Regions from separate parts of the Anas platyrhynchos genome. Here all the other regions are linked to region 1. Evidence: chromatin contacts called from public Hi-C data. All regions are on one chromosome and are shown on one strand. Each heading gives the region's core, a stretch centred on a gene start, on an enhancer-like site or on the middle of the called end of the contact. The rest is flanking DNA. Distances are from core to core; before and after follow the strand shown. Region 1 holds the start of ATP1B1 (ATPase Na+/K+ transporting subunit beta 1). Region 2 overlaps NME7 (NME/NM23 family member 7). Region 3 has its middle 54 kb from the start of DPT.

Region 1 (4,512 bases), core at 1,288-3,787:
TCCTCCTGCAGTTAATCTGAACACGGATATCTTTGCACATTTTGTTCTTGGCAGTTTCGAAAGTTGCCTTAGGCTCTTATCACCTTAAAAAATCAGATCATATAGTGGTGGCCTTAGAGACGGCCTGATTGATATTGGAGCAGCTGAACAAATGGTAAATTTGAATAAAATATGGCACCCTGTTGCCTATTAGTTCTGCTGATTCTGAGAGGATAATTTGCCAACATTAAGCAAAGTGCATGTCCCGAGCATCCATGGGACTGCGGATGTGGAAAAGGGTTTGCAGAAGTGCTGTGCAACCTTCCTGAAGTGCCTTTTGCCCATTCCAGATCCTGCATGCCCCAGCCTGTGCAGTTACGGGGATCTGGTACCCCTGGCACTGCCAACCCCACTTCTCTGTGTATTTGTACAGTAATAGAGACATTTGCGGGAAGAGGAGAAAGTTTCCTGGTGATCCTTAAACAAACAGTGATGAAGCCAGGAGCTCCTGCAGCTTGGCTTCCACAGGCACCACCAGCTCCCGTAGCGAGAGTGAGAACACGCTCGGGGGAAGATCGTGTTTCTGGGTAGCCATTTAGTCTGTAACCGTGATACGACTGCTCAGGTTTTTCAGATCATTCATTCTAGTTGCTTTCTCCAAACTCACTTTCTGTGGCCTTAGGAACTAACACTGTGGGAGAGTGTGTGGTCCCGTTCTCTTCTCTGATTTGGACATCGCCATGAACCTGCTTGAGTACCTGATGCTGGCTTCATTTTGGGTGACCCCATTGCCTGGGCAGAGGGCAGGGAGGTCTGCGTAAACTGCTGCTGTTCCACCTGCCCTGAACCAGCAGACTGGATGAGATGGGTCCTGACCCGAGGGTGAAGCCAGACACAGCATCCATGAGGTAGGCTAAAGAGTGGGCTTTGTGTTTGGGTGACCACACTGCAACCTGCACACGATTCCCAGCGTGGTGTTTTTGTAGGGTAGGGGGCCAAGGCAAAAACAGCACCCAGGGCATCAGGAGGAGAGCAGGTTCAGCTCCCAAGTGACCAGGCAGGCCTGGTGGCCCAGCGGCTGAGACACAGCCTTGGCTACAGCAGCAATGGCGCTGGGTGCTAGAAGTGAGCGCTTGTTCCTCCTGTGGTGCTCCTCTATTTATTGGCCTGATTGTAATCACAGCCTTCTTAACTTGTAAATGATACGTCCTCCCTACACGGCAGATGATGTTCACTCGGGTATCAGATACTGCTGTCTGTTTGCTCTCGTTATCGCCCACCATCAGCAGGTCTCTTTAAAGACCAGCTCTGACCAGACACCAGGCAGGAGGGAGACGCCGTTTGTCCTCAGCCATCTGATCGGCCATTTTCCACCGCACAAATGCTGTTGAGGGCCAATTCCCCAAACCCAGGCTGGAAGTCCCTGGGGCACACCTGGCTGGCTCCCTCTGACCACACGTAATCTACCACAGAGCCTTCAGCGTACATTGCCCCTGGGTGCAGCGTACATTGCTCCCGTGTGACACTCCTCTTCCTAACCCTGTGAGGCTTTGAGGAGCCCAGCTGCGTGCCTAGGCATGGGGAGGCCGTGCTCATCCTTGCAGGGAGCCATCACCTCGAGGTGCCCATTCCCGGCAGACCAAGGCCCCAAAAATCAGGCCTGAGCAGGTCACTTCAGGGTCTGGCTGTGTGTGGTGGCCATGGGGTGCCTGGGGAAGGGCCCCACGTTGGGGCTGGCCCTGGGGACAGCGGGGCGGCTGGCGTGCAGTTGCCCAGCCTCCTGAGCAACCAGAACGGGCGGAGGGAAGGCTGACAGAGCAAGCCTGCAGCTTAACAGCAGGAAGACACCCGGGGCGCCATGTCGTGACCAGGAGGAAGTTCAGAGGTAAATACATCCCAGTGGGGCACGGCAGCCGGGCTGCACGTGTGACTCAGCTGTGTCGTGACACTGTGGGACTGGGACATGTTGGTGAACTTCCGTCGTGGATGGGGATCGCAAGGCCGCACCAGAGCCCTTTGCCCCTTCCTGGGATCCCCTCACAACGAGCTGTGGGGCCGGGACCCCCACAGGGTGCCGCAGCCACCACCACCCCCCCCCATCATCGGGCCGGCCCCTCCCTGAAGGTCACCTTGCGAGGGCGGCTGCGCCCTCCTCAAAAAAAATAAAATAAATAATAATAAATATATATATATATATATTAATTAAAAAAAACCCCACACCATCCCGGCAGGTGCCGCGCGGCGCCCCCTCCCCTCCCGTCCCGTCCCCTCCCCTGCCCGCCCCCCGCCGCCTGCCAGTGGCTGCGGCGCGGTGCGGGCGGGGCCCGCGCCCTATATGAAGGGCTGCGGCGGGCGCTGAGCGCGGCCGCTCCGTGCCCGCTGGGCTCCGCTGCTTCACCCCCCGCTCCTCCGTGCTCCGACAGCCCCCGGACCCCCTCCAGCGCCCCCTCCCCTCCCCGCAAGCCCCCTCCCCGCAGCCCGTCCCGGTGCCGCGGAGCCCGCCCGAGCCCCTCAGCGCTCACCCCCCTCCCTTCTCCCCATCCCCTCCGCCGCCCCCCGCTCGCTCGCCATGGCCCGCGGGAAGGCCAAGGACGGCGACGGCAACTGGAAGAAGTTCATCTGGAACTCGGAGAAGAAGGAGCTGCTGGGCCGCACCGGGGGCAGCTGGTGTGAGTGTGGGACAGGGGGATGAAGGGGGGGGGGGAGCCGGCGGCGGGGCGACCTTGTGAGGGCGCCTCGTCCTTGGCGCTGCCTCGCCCCGCAGGGAGGGCAGCGGGGCCCTGCCGCGCCCCCCGGGCAGGGGCAGCCCCCCGCAGGTGCTGGGGTGCCCCCCGATGCTGAGCCTGGTCCTGGCGTGAGGGAGCAGCCCCAGGTGCCAGCCCTGGCTCCGCTGGACCGCAGCGGGCTCCTGCCCTGCCCCTGTGTGAGCAGGATGGGGCTGTGGGTGCGCACCCATGGGTGCCCGCTGTGCCCGAGGCTCCGCAGTGCTCACGACGCGGAGGCAGAGCGAGCCCTCCTGGTGCCCACCCGCCTGGGAGCGATGTCAACCTGCAGGCTGGCCGTCCCGTTCCTCCGTCATAAGCCTACCTGGTGTGGGAAGCTGTGTGGCGCAACCCCCTTGCGCTGGGTTGCCGTGTGTTTGTTCTGAAACCGTGACCTTTACGGTGTCTCTGGGGCTAGGAGCATCCCGGCTGGGAGACCGGTTAAATAAGCTACCTCCCAGCGCCGGCCTTTTGATGTTACAAAAACTCAAAGGCGTTACGCTGCGGACAAGAGCATTAGTGTTTGGTTCGTTACAACAGCACCTCCTATGACCGTGCTCTGGAAAAAATTTCCAAATGTCTTTGACGTCACGACCATTTGCTTTACGCTGCCTGGATACCAAAGAGTGCTTTAACTCCTGGAGCACCGCGATCCGCACCGAGCTCTGCTCACCAGCCATGGCTGCCGCCCCGCTCCCCGGCGGATGAGAGGATGGAGCGTCTTTCTGAGCCTGTCCCTCCTGATCCTTTCTGTCGTAAATGGAAAACGAAATCCACCAGAAATGGCTGCTTTAATGAGGAGGCTTCTCCACTGATGGAGCTTTTTTGTGACGGGGCTCAGGAGAGGAGGAATACCTTCACTACTGCTTCCTCCCCTGCCCTTGTATCTGTTCACCTTGAGTCCTCCATGTAAACCTCGTCCGCGTTTGCGATTAGGCTAGGACGCCGGGATCGAGCAGGCTTTTTGAAGTGTTCCTCGCTGCAGTGCTTGTTCCTGCAGCCCAATTAGCCCCTAGTTGCTTGGCATGGGCTGGTTTATCCTTCCCGTAGGCGGCCTGGTGATGCCTAGTACGGCGTGTTACTGTGCAGTTAATCAGTTGAGATAATCCCTGTAAACTGGTAACCGATACCCAGAGTCTGAGCTGCGCTGCCTCTCAGGCTCTTCCCCCCCACTAGGATTATTCTAGGCATCTCCTTTCAGACCCAAACTAAATTTAGTCTTTCATTATTACATAATTCAGTTTTTAATTGGTATGAGCGGTGCTGGCGTGCCTTTGTAGATGCGCAAGGTTGGTAAATGCAGAGTGCTGTGACACGCTGAAGTGCTTGCCTGCATTTGAGATTGAGCCTTGGTGCTGATTTGGGCCTAAAATCTGCCTCTGTTGTCTCTGGTGGAGGCCAGAGTCTGAATTATTAGGGAGGTCACACTTGAGCAATGCTTGTAAACCTGAATCTAACGGCTCCTGTTGGCTCTGTGGAAATAGCTCTGAAGCCCAGAGTGGTGTGGAGTGTGTAGCACTGCCTATAGCACGTTGACTTGCGTTGGGCTGGTGCTTCGCTGAAAGCCTGTCACCTTGTGGTAGCCTTGGTCAGCCAAGGGATCCATTAAAACATGGGAGAACACATTGTAATCCTCACCCTTTATGATCCCAAATTAATTGGGGCTTGATCCGATTCATCTTTCCGTTTGTTTTCTCTTGCAGTTAAGATCCTCCTCTTCTATGTCATCTTCTACGGTTGCCTGGCAGGTATTTTCATTGGGACCATCCAA
Region 2 (4,512 bases), core at 698-3,197, 100 kb after region 1:
GGGAAGTTCCAGTTACACAGGTGTTTTTGGTCAGTCGGTTGGTTTTTTTAACCAAGACACTGGAACAGGCTGCCGGGAGGAGAGGATCTGAGATGTTCAGGACTCCTGTACCTGCTCCAATTAGATCTGTTTTGAGCAAGGGGCCAGACTGGATAACCCCAAGAGATCCCTTCCAACCCAAATGCCAATTCCATGATTTTTAATGTCAATTTGGATGCTTCTTGTCCAAAGGTAACACCCATCCTCCTGCACTCCTCCACGTCCTACACAGACCTGTTGGGTTCTTATAATAACCCAAGTCCAGATGTGCTTTCAACAAAATTAAAACCTCTGATACAACATCCTTCAGTATAAATTTTATCCACATGAAATCTGCCTGGAACAATTCTCTAAATAACCACTGTCTCTATCATCAAATCCCATTATTCCTTTATTACAAACTTTCAGTTGGCAACTTTTCTTTTCACTCCTGACAGTTGCTCACTGAGTAATCCCTGAATTTCTTTGGTTTCTGGCAAAATAAAATAAAACAAACAAACCCATATAATTAGAATAGATGTGCCAAAGTTATTAACAACTGTACCTATAATCTGAAGGATCCTGAGAGACAATTCTGGGTGATAAAGGGAGATTAATATGGAATGTATCATTATGTAATGATACATTCATTAGATAACTAGATCACTTTGCCTTTCATGCTGTCAGCTACTTCAGACACATCAGTCAGAAGAGCTCTCACTGCATCTAAAATTACTGTTAGAGAGATGGCAACTCCTGCAAGCCACAGCCGAGAGTTGGCTGGAGTAGGAGGCAATTTATCCCATGGATTCTGAACCTGTCAACTTTATATATGCAGGGTGGTATTTTGTATAGCAAGTAATGCCACAAAGATGGCAGCATCAAACCCAAAACAATTCCTGGAACAATGTTTCACATTGCTCAGTCAAATATAGCTGCATTCTTTTAGCAGTTTTCATTTGGCTTGCACAGGCCCAAAATCCTGTGATTTTATCAGCTACATCTTCTGCCACGTGCATAGGCTACCTGCCCAAGAAGGAAATCAGCAATACTAAGAAACATTGGTTCAAAAAGAAACGCTATCGTACTTCTGATGCTTGTATAAGACTCACCATGCAATACAAGGTTTTATTTTTCCCTGTAATGAAATGCTGCAAGTGACAGCCATTAAGTAAGGAAACCGGTCTTTGTGGTTGTTTCTGTCATGCCAGCTTACAACAAAAAGACTCAGGCCACTTACTCTGCAGATGAAAAACCAGGGTAATCACCAGCTGGCACCCCAGTGAAACTGTCCCTTGTTTGAAGACCAAAGAAGTAAATCTTCTCAAGCATTAAGGAAGTTTCTGGGAGCGGTTTTCATCTCTTCCACAAAAGTTTAAAAAAATAAACTGCTATTTTTTTTAAGGGCAACTGTTTTGCAAGCAAAAGTACATAATTTGCAAATGACTAAAGGAAAAGTTATTCTATAAATGTGCCCTTGTTCAGGAAACTCTATTAAATGGGAAAGAGTTTTGTCTGTCTATATGTTCATCTCTGAATGACCACTCTTCACCAAATCATCCCATCTTACGAGCTAGTCCAGTATGGTTGAGATTACTGGTTCCCAAATGAAATTCCAGTAAACCAAGGTATACTCCACAACTTCCTCAGGAGCTGTATTGCCTTATAATGCCTTCAGCCAAAAACTTGATCACAACACGATAACACTGGACCATGAGCAACCCAGGGCTCACTGTGGTCAAGTTCTAGAAACGGCTGATTTGCTTCCTATTTCCTAAGATTCATTTCCAAAAGTCTCTTCCAGTGATGAATCAAAGCTGTTTTTCAATCAAAAGTAGTTGGAAGCTCAAATTCCACTCACTGTGTGCCTGCACATCCGCAAAACCAAAGCTGGATGACATCCAGATGACGTCCTATTAGACAAAGCCACATGTGCAAGACGGAAGTATTACTTGTCTGCTCTGCTATGAAAAGAGTCTTGGTGATGTACTCTGCAGCTGTGAGAGCTGCGGGGGCAAGAATAATGGTTTTAAAGAACAGAGGGAAACAAAAGCATGTAACTGCACCTCCAGACAGCCTAAGTGCAATAAGGCTCTGTACCTGTATGATCATTGCTTGCACGTAGAGGCCATTCTTCTCTGGCAAATGGTGGATTTCTACATCTGGAACTCTTTCAGGTGTCAGAGTGCAACAAACTCATTAATAAAAAGAAACTAACATTTTCAAGATGATGTTCCAGTATGTCTCTGCATGTGATTACATCCAAGGCACCCTAAAAGACTAACTGCTTCCAGCAGCCAGGTGAAACACCACCTCTGGAGAGGGAAACAAGTGAGATTCTCTCAGGGCATTTACTGCCACCAGTCCACAGCAGCCATATGTCACACATGCACACTCAAGATGCATTAGAACTGATTTGAAATCCTGTCAACTGATGTCAACGAAAACTGCTTTCCAACAGCTAGCAGACAACTGCACGATGTTTCAAAACATTTCTCTTTTACCTTAGCTTCCCCTCCAGTTATGTGCCTGGTTTTACAACGCACCCAAACAAGTCTCCGGTGCACTGGCTCTGTGCAAGCCAAGTGTAAGGTCTAACACTAGTACGCTGACCTGAAACAAATAAAAGTTACTATACTTTTCTTTCTGTGCCCATTATATGACTTTCAACTTTTTTTTTTTTTTTTCTGAGTAGATATACATGTTACAACTAATGCAATCATAATTCATAACTTATTCTACTGACTGTAAGTAACACAGTACTCTGGGTCTACCAAGCTTTCTACTAGAATAGTCCTTGCTTTCAGAACATAATTAGGTTCCTAAGGTTAAAACCTGGCTTGTAGAACAACATTTGAATTAATTGGAAGGAGTTGTTCATTTTTTAATTCATGGTGTCTAAGAAAAGATGTTCTGAAAATGTTTGAGATGGATCAGGTGTATAAAGTCACCGTGTCCAAAAGTTTGGTAACTTATCTCTTTCTCAGGATGCCGTGTGCCTACCTAATCAGGTGGCACATGTTCCTGTAACATCTGTTTTCCCACCATCTTCCAGGTACCACAGTGTTCTTACTGTATTTTAGGAAACTGGTAAGAGAAAGAATACTCGAGTGGGAAAGCTGGCTGCTTTGCAGGTATGAAAGAAACAAACTGTGTTCTATAACACATGAGATGTCAGAGAAAATCAAAAGAGCAGCCCATTACACTACAGGGAAAGAGAACAGACAATAATATAATGCAGAGGAAATTGAAACACACTTCTTACTTCAGCACTTACCAAAGCAATTAAGCAGCTTACAACCAAAGAAGTAACACATTTGGTTTTAGTCAGGGGACAGAGCTGCCAAACAGGGAGAGAAAGAACAGCTTGAAGAAGTTAGACATACCCATGTTAGCATGCAAAATGGTCCTTGATGTACCACCAGGACCAGCCAAAGAAACCCCAAAACACTCTTATTTCTGAGCACACCTAGAGAAAGGCCACCAGGCCCTGCAGGAGGATGAGGCTGGGACAGCTGCCTCACTGCTGCCTTTGGAAGATAACGGAATGAGTTATTAAACACACAGTTGTTGAGCATCTAAGACAATATGATAATAAAAAGCAGAAAACATTAACGTGTCAACAACAAATTCTATCATATCCACTTTCTAGTTGGACAGTAACTGACCTAATTGAGTAAAGAAGTCACTGATGTGACACACTTGGCTTTGATAGGACTTTTAATCCAAGACATCCCACATTCTGACAAGCAGAGTAGGAAATCACAACCTGAATTAAAGAGCAGTTCTGACTGCTGGATGCAAAAGCAATTAGGAATACTTCACTTACAAACTGGGAGATGATTTAGGTGGAGTCCCGAAATGGCCTGTCCCACATCTAGTTTTATTTCATATTTTATTTCAGTGTTACACTGACAATGAAACAGAGGATGAGCACATTGAGAAGATTAAGCACCACATTTAGAGAAAGTTGTGGACAGTAGAAAAAATCCCAAGTTTAAACACGTGATCAATAGGAAAATACTAAGAGAACAAAGTCTGTTTAGTGTAGAGTAACGTGAAAAGACAGAATAGTGAAGTAATAATCTTCAAGTTCTTTTGCATGTAACAGACAAAAATGGGTTATCTTTATGCCTGCCATGTATACAACTAGTAACCACTGGCATCAGCTGCAATAAGGAATGTATAAGGGAAAAAATATAAACAGAAACTATAAAAATCATTAAGTAATGGAGCTATGTCAGGACACCATGAAGTCCCTGTCCCCGAAGGCTTTTCAAAACAAGTTAAACCAAATCATCATGGAAAGTATTGTTCGAGGTAGCTGTAGGATTCAACACCACTTTAATGGATCGGTTAACTGGTGTCACCTCAGCTGCAAAGGAAGGTTAGAAACACATCACATTTAACATGAAGCAGCTGTGACACGCACTCTGTACCTAGGTGGCATTCAAGTAAACTCAGAAAGCGGGACTTCTGCTGACACGGGTAAAT
Region 3 (4,512 bases), core at 612-3,111, 66 kb before region 1:
TGAAGCCTGCTGTAAGATGAGAAAGTTCATGAATCGGTTCAGTAGTCAACCCTGACATGTGAGACAGAGGCTGAACTATCCAAGTGTTCTCTTAACCAGATCACAACCAGAAGCCATTTTTGATTCTCCTAAAATGTAGAGTTGTGATATGATGCTTCTGTTTCTGTGAAATGTCACTGATTTACATGTGATTTGCATAAGAATATCTGTTTGGGGCAGCAGAATAACTAGTTGCTGTGCACTGTTAAAGCATATCGGTGGCTTTATATTAATGGCCAGTGTAACACCTGGAACTTGACTTGGGACGCTCCTTTCCAGCCACAGTCCTCCCATGCTTGAGTAAGAGCTGCCTCTCCATTCAGCTGTAGGTGTCTGTTCCATTTGTAGCTATCCCTGTCTTTTACATTCTTCAGCAAATTTGATCCCTGCACTAGAGGGCAGTCAGAGTCAGCTGCACCAGCTGGTAGGTACATCACAGGAGCCCCAGGAAAAGTGGAAAAATCTGTGAGCAGAAGGGGCTCCCAAGTCTCAGGCCTTGCCTTTTGGTCTTTCATCCTCTTAGTATTAGCCATCTGCAAGGGCCAGAAATGAGCAGTGCACACACTGTTGTTTCTAATCATGAATGAGAAACTGAAGTGTAGTGGCTGGATCCTTCTTCTGAAGGCATTTATGCAAGTCAGTCCCTCTTCCTTGGCTGTTCTTAAACCCAACTTGGCATGTACTGGGTATTTCTTAGGCCCACCTCATAAATTTTGTATGTAGTTAAACCAGAATGAAAATAACTGGATAGTAATGAAATGCTATAAAAATTGATGGATGACAGAGTTCCAGTGGGACGGGATTTGGAAGGTTACCATTGATTTCAAAAGACATCTATGTGGCTGGGTTTGTCTAGAAATTCAGGGTGATATGTCTACATAGTCTTTATACCACTGTACAAGCCATCAAAACATTCCTGGCTCCTCCAAAGCTTTGTGCTATTCATAGATCCAATTGACTTGCTCCACATCACGTTCCTGAATGGTAAAGTTCACTTGTTTGGAGGGTCCTGCAACATTTCAAATCCCGTTTGAATTGTAAGACACTGAGAGTATCCATTCCCTCACTTGCTTTCTCCCCGGGCTGGATGAATGTGTCTGGCTTCTGGCTGCAGGTTGGCAGGGGCCCTTGGGCTGTGCCCTGTGGTGTGTGGCATGCAAGGGCATGGTGGGTCCTTTTAGGCAGAGAGTGAGCTCCCAAGGGACAGGACTCCCACGGGATAGAGTTCCCGTGAGATTTGGAAAGGAAAGCCATCGTGACTGGAAGCATATGTGAAACACAGAGAGATGGACTTTGATGGCAGTAGGTCTAGGACACTAACTAGCCATTTTATTTAGGAGAAAATAATTTTTCTCCTTCATAGCTAGCACTGCATTGTCTGTGGTGGTATGAGTTTGCCTCTTGAGAAGTAGGTATTGCCTGCTGCCTTGGAAAAGATATTAGACATTGTGGTTGCTGATGCCAGCCTGGCCTTGCAGACCTTGCAACGTGTTGAAGGGAGAACCCTGGCAGCCACCTGCTTGGAAATTCCTGCCCTCGCGTGCAGACAGATTCACAGCGCTGCAAGCGTGAGGAAAGCATATCGAAATAGGAACCTGATGCAAATACCATGCTGATGAGTGAATAGCAAATTTTAATAAGGAGCAGTCCTCTTTGCAGACCAGCCCCAAATAGATTTTGAGTAAAGGCTGTTCTTTTTCCATCAGAAAGCTTTCCAAAGGTAGGGAAACACACAGCTCTGTTACCAGCTCTGGTGATGTACCGTGCCACCAAGCTCTGTTAGTGAATCTTCCTCCTCTTGCACCCTGCATGACCTGCTCAGGGCAGTCCCTAGCCCGGTAGCAGCCAGACCATTTTTTTTAACATCTGCAGTCAACAACCTTTTGTTTTGGCTTGCTGCTGCTGCTCATGGCTCTGTCACCGCAAACACAGGCACAAGCATTAGCAAAGCAGAGCCCCATATGGAGGTGATAGTTTGCATCTGGAATTGATCCAGGTTGATTAAGTCTTCCTTCTCCCTTCACATGCTTAAGCAGGAACCAGGAAATATCTTCAAGGTATTTTTTTTTCTAATTCCTGCTTATTCTTTTCATAAAGGACTGGCAATCTGTAAACATCCCCAAAGCATAAGGTGTGTTCTAAGTATTTGCTTTCTCAGGTTTCAGGTCTGTTTACACTATGATAAGACCAAATAAATGAAGGGCAATAGTAGCATCTCTCTGCTTTGTTTTCTGGCTGGCATTTCCAGTCTGGTCTGGAACAGCTGAACTCAGGGATTCCCACTGTTGTCAAAAGATGAATATGCTCAGGGCCAGTCCTGCGTTTCTTTTATTTTGCATGCCCTGAACTCCCACCAGTTTCACTGGATGCTGACACTTCTTGCCAATGGCAGCATCAGATCTGCCAGCAGGAATCTTCTGTGTTGAGGCTGGAGGAGATTTCTATCACATTTCCATGTGCTGAGTGTAATCCTTTTGCTGCAGAATGAGGACATAGGGAGTACAAGATCCTGCCATTTTGATTTCGTAGTACTTCACAACACCTTTATACTCGCCATTTCTGCAGGGGACTGTATGGGATGCAGGGCAATAAGGAGAATCGCCAGAGCATTAGGAAGTGTTTGTCTTGGTCACTGAGTCTTAATAGCTCTCAGGCATGAACAAATCAGTCCTAAGAAGATAAACCAAATTGTTCTTTTTTATTATTATTTTATTTTTTTATTTTTTATTTTTTCCTTTTATTTTTTCTTTTTTTCCTTTTCCTTTTCCTTTTTCCTTTTTCCTTTTCCTTCTCCCTCTCCTTCTCCTTTCCCCATTTTGCTTTTTTCCTTTTCCATTTCTCTTTCCTTCTCTTTCTCCTTTCTCCTTCTCTCACTCTGCCTCCCTTTCTCCTCCTTTTCTTTCTCCTTGTCCTTTTCTTTCTCCTTTTCCATCTCATCCTTTTTTAATCTCCTCTCCTTTGAGAACCAAAATTTCTTTTAACCTTCCCTTCCAAATTTTCAGACAGCTCTGGCCTCAAACAGGAGCTTGTATACCAAATGAGAGAGGTGTATACCCATGAGAGAGGTCTATTCTTACTGTATTTCTGGCCTGTTTTTACTATCAAGAGAGATGGATGCCCTCTGATATATAGGGTGCTATCTAGAGTTTTGGACTTTTCCCCTGTCCCCTGTGGCACTTGTCCAGAACACATGCTCTCAGGTACTTGTCCACATACAAGGGGAAGAAAAGTCACTACAGAGGTGAGCTGCTGTCAGAATGGAGAGCAGAAGGGTGGGAGATATCATACAGCATATGATATAAAAAGAGCATGTCATAAAATGACCACCTGAAAGGCCCTAAGAGTAATGGACAAAGTGACTGAACTTGCTCACGCTTCAGGTCTGTTTTTTTCCTAAGGTACGTTACCTTTTTGAGGCATTTTTCCTTACAGTATTGTTAGTAGACTAGGCACTTGATTTATGAATAAGAAATTGGAAGACTGAAAGAGAGATAAAGGAGACGTTTGCTCCACAGCACACAGACGGTAGGGCTATTCCCAAGGAGAAAATGCTGGTTGTAGAGATGGACCTAGGTCACTTGTAAATGAGGCACCAGGTACTCTACAGTACCATTCCATCCACCTGGCGCTGACAATGAATCCCTATGTAGCTGTGTCTTTTTCTGTAGCTTTTGGCCTTAAAACTGGCTTGGTCTCATCTGTGCAGACTGAGGTCAAAGATGTGATTTGGGTTGTGAAAGAAATGGCAGACGGGAGAACTGAAGTACGCTCCTGGGTGCTCCACACCAGTGTACCATGTCCTCTTAGCAGGAACACAGGGGGAGCTTCTCACGGCACTGTGCCTGGCCCTGCAGAAAAGCAGAGCTTTCCTCTTCACCAGAGCTCTCAGTCTGTCACCTCACACCAACAGTGCAAGATATCGTTTTGGGAGCACAGAGACATAGGCCTCTGTCCCCGAAGTTTACAAAGAAATTAAATGTGTCTTTAAAAAAATGTTGACAGTCCTACAGTCATCTAAAATCCCTAGTGGATCTAAATCAAGTCTTCTACATAAACCTTGTTAAAGGCTCTGCAAATCAAATCCTGCCTCCTTGGAGCTTTTCCCCATAGATTTTGGTGTGCTTCAACGGGTATGGCTAAGCTGAAAGGCAAGCGTGATGGTGATGATACCCAGGGAGGGAGGAAAATCCAGTGTATTGCCTTCATACTGCAGAATATATGCAGGCAAGGGCAGAAGGGATGGGGGAGCGACAAACCCCACTGTGTTTCAGTGAAGTCAGAAGAGTTGCTGGAGAACCATTTCCATGGCAGCAGTTCAGTTGAGTTAGTAGTATTTTTACATAACAGTTTTTCAGACTAAAGCTGCAGTTCAAAAAGAAAAAAAAACAAAACAAAAAACACTTAATAATAATCTGTGGGTTTAAAGCAAGATATATTTCACTTCTGTTGTCTCCTTTTCCTTTCTTTTTTTCC

The links. Hi-C and Micro-C count contacts between places; a contact is called where the count stands out from the background.
Region 2: a contact with region 1 is called in a Hi-C map of subcutaneous adipose tissue, with 1.6 times the contacts expected there. The contact joins the enhancer-like site here to the promoter of ATP1B1 in region 1. A contact is called at or near these places in 3 of 8 Hi-C or Micro-C datasets (F5 follicle, liver and subcutaneous adipose tissue).
Region 3: a contact with region 1 is called in a Hi-C map of liver, with 4 times the contacts expected there. The contact joins the enhancer-like site here to the promoter of ATP1B1 in region 1. A contact is called at or near these places in 2 of 8 Hi-C or Micro-C datasets (liver and skeletal muscle).

Annotation. Positions count from the first base shown.
Region 1 is chr1:88,286,157-88,290,668 of IASCAAS_PekinDuck_T2T, reverse strand. It overlaps ATP1B1 (ATPase Na+/K+ transporting subunit beta 1), which reads left to right and starts at 2,537. Exons shown (of 6, transcript NM_001310386.1): 1 at 2,537-2,648; 2 at 4,445-4,512. The coding sequence starts at 2,549. It overlaps LOC110354432 (a long non-coding RNA gene), which reads right to left and starts at 3,309. Exons shown (of 2, transcript XR_002406375.4): 1 at 3,067-3,309.
Region 2 is chr1:88,183,831-88,188,342 of IASCAAS_PekinDuck_T2T, reverse strand. All of the region lies in intron 1 of NME7 (NME/NM23 family member 7), which reads right to left. Among named protein-coding and RNA genes, the nearest start is that of BLZF1, 2.7 kb to the right of the region's middle. Within about 2 kb of position 1,947, at least 2 of the 8 cell types and tissues checked have an H3K27ac peak or open chromatin away from gene starts, as enhancers often do. A contact at or near this core is called in subcutaneous adipose tissue, where this site is marked.
Region 3 is chr1:88,350,985-88,355,496 of IASCAAS_PekinDuck_T2T, reverse strand. No RefSeq gene overlaps it. Among named protein-coding and RNA genes, the nearest start is that of DPT, 54 kb to the left of the region's middle. Within about 2 kb of position 1,861, at least 2 of the 8 cell types and tissues checked have an H3K27ac peak or open chromatin away from gene starts, as enhancers often do.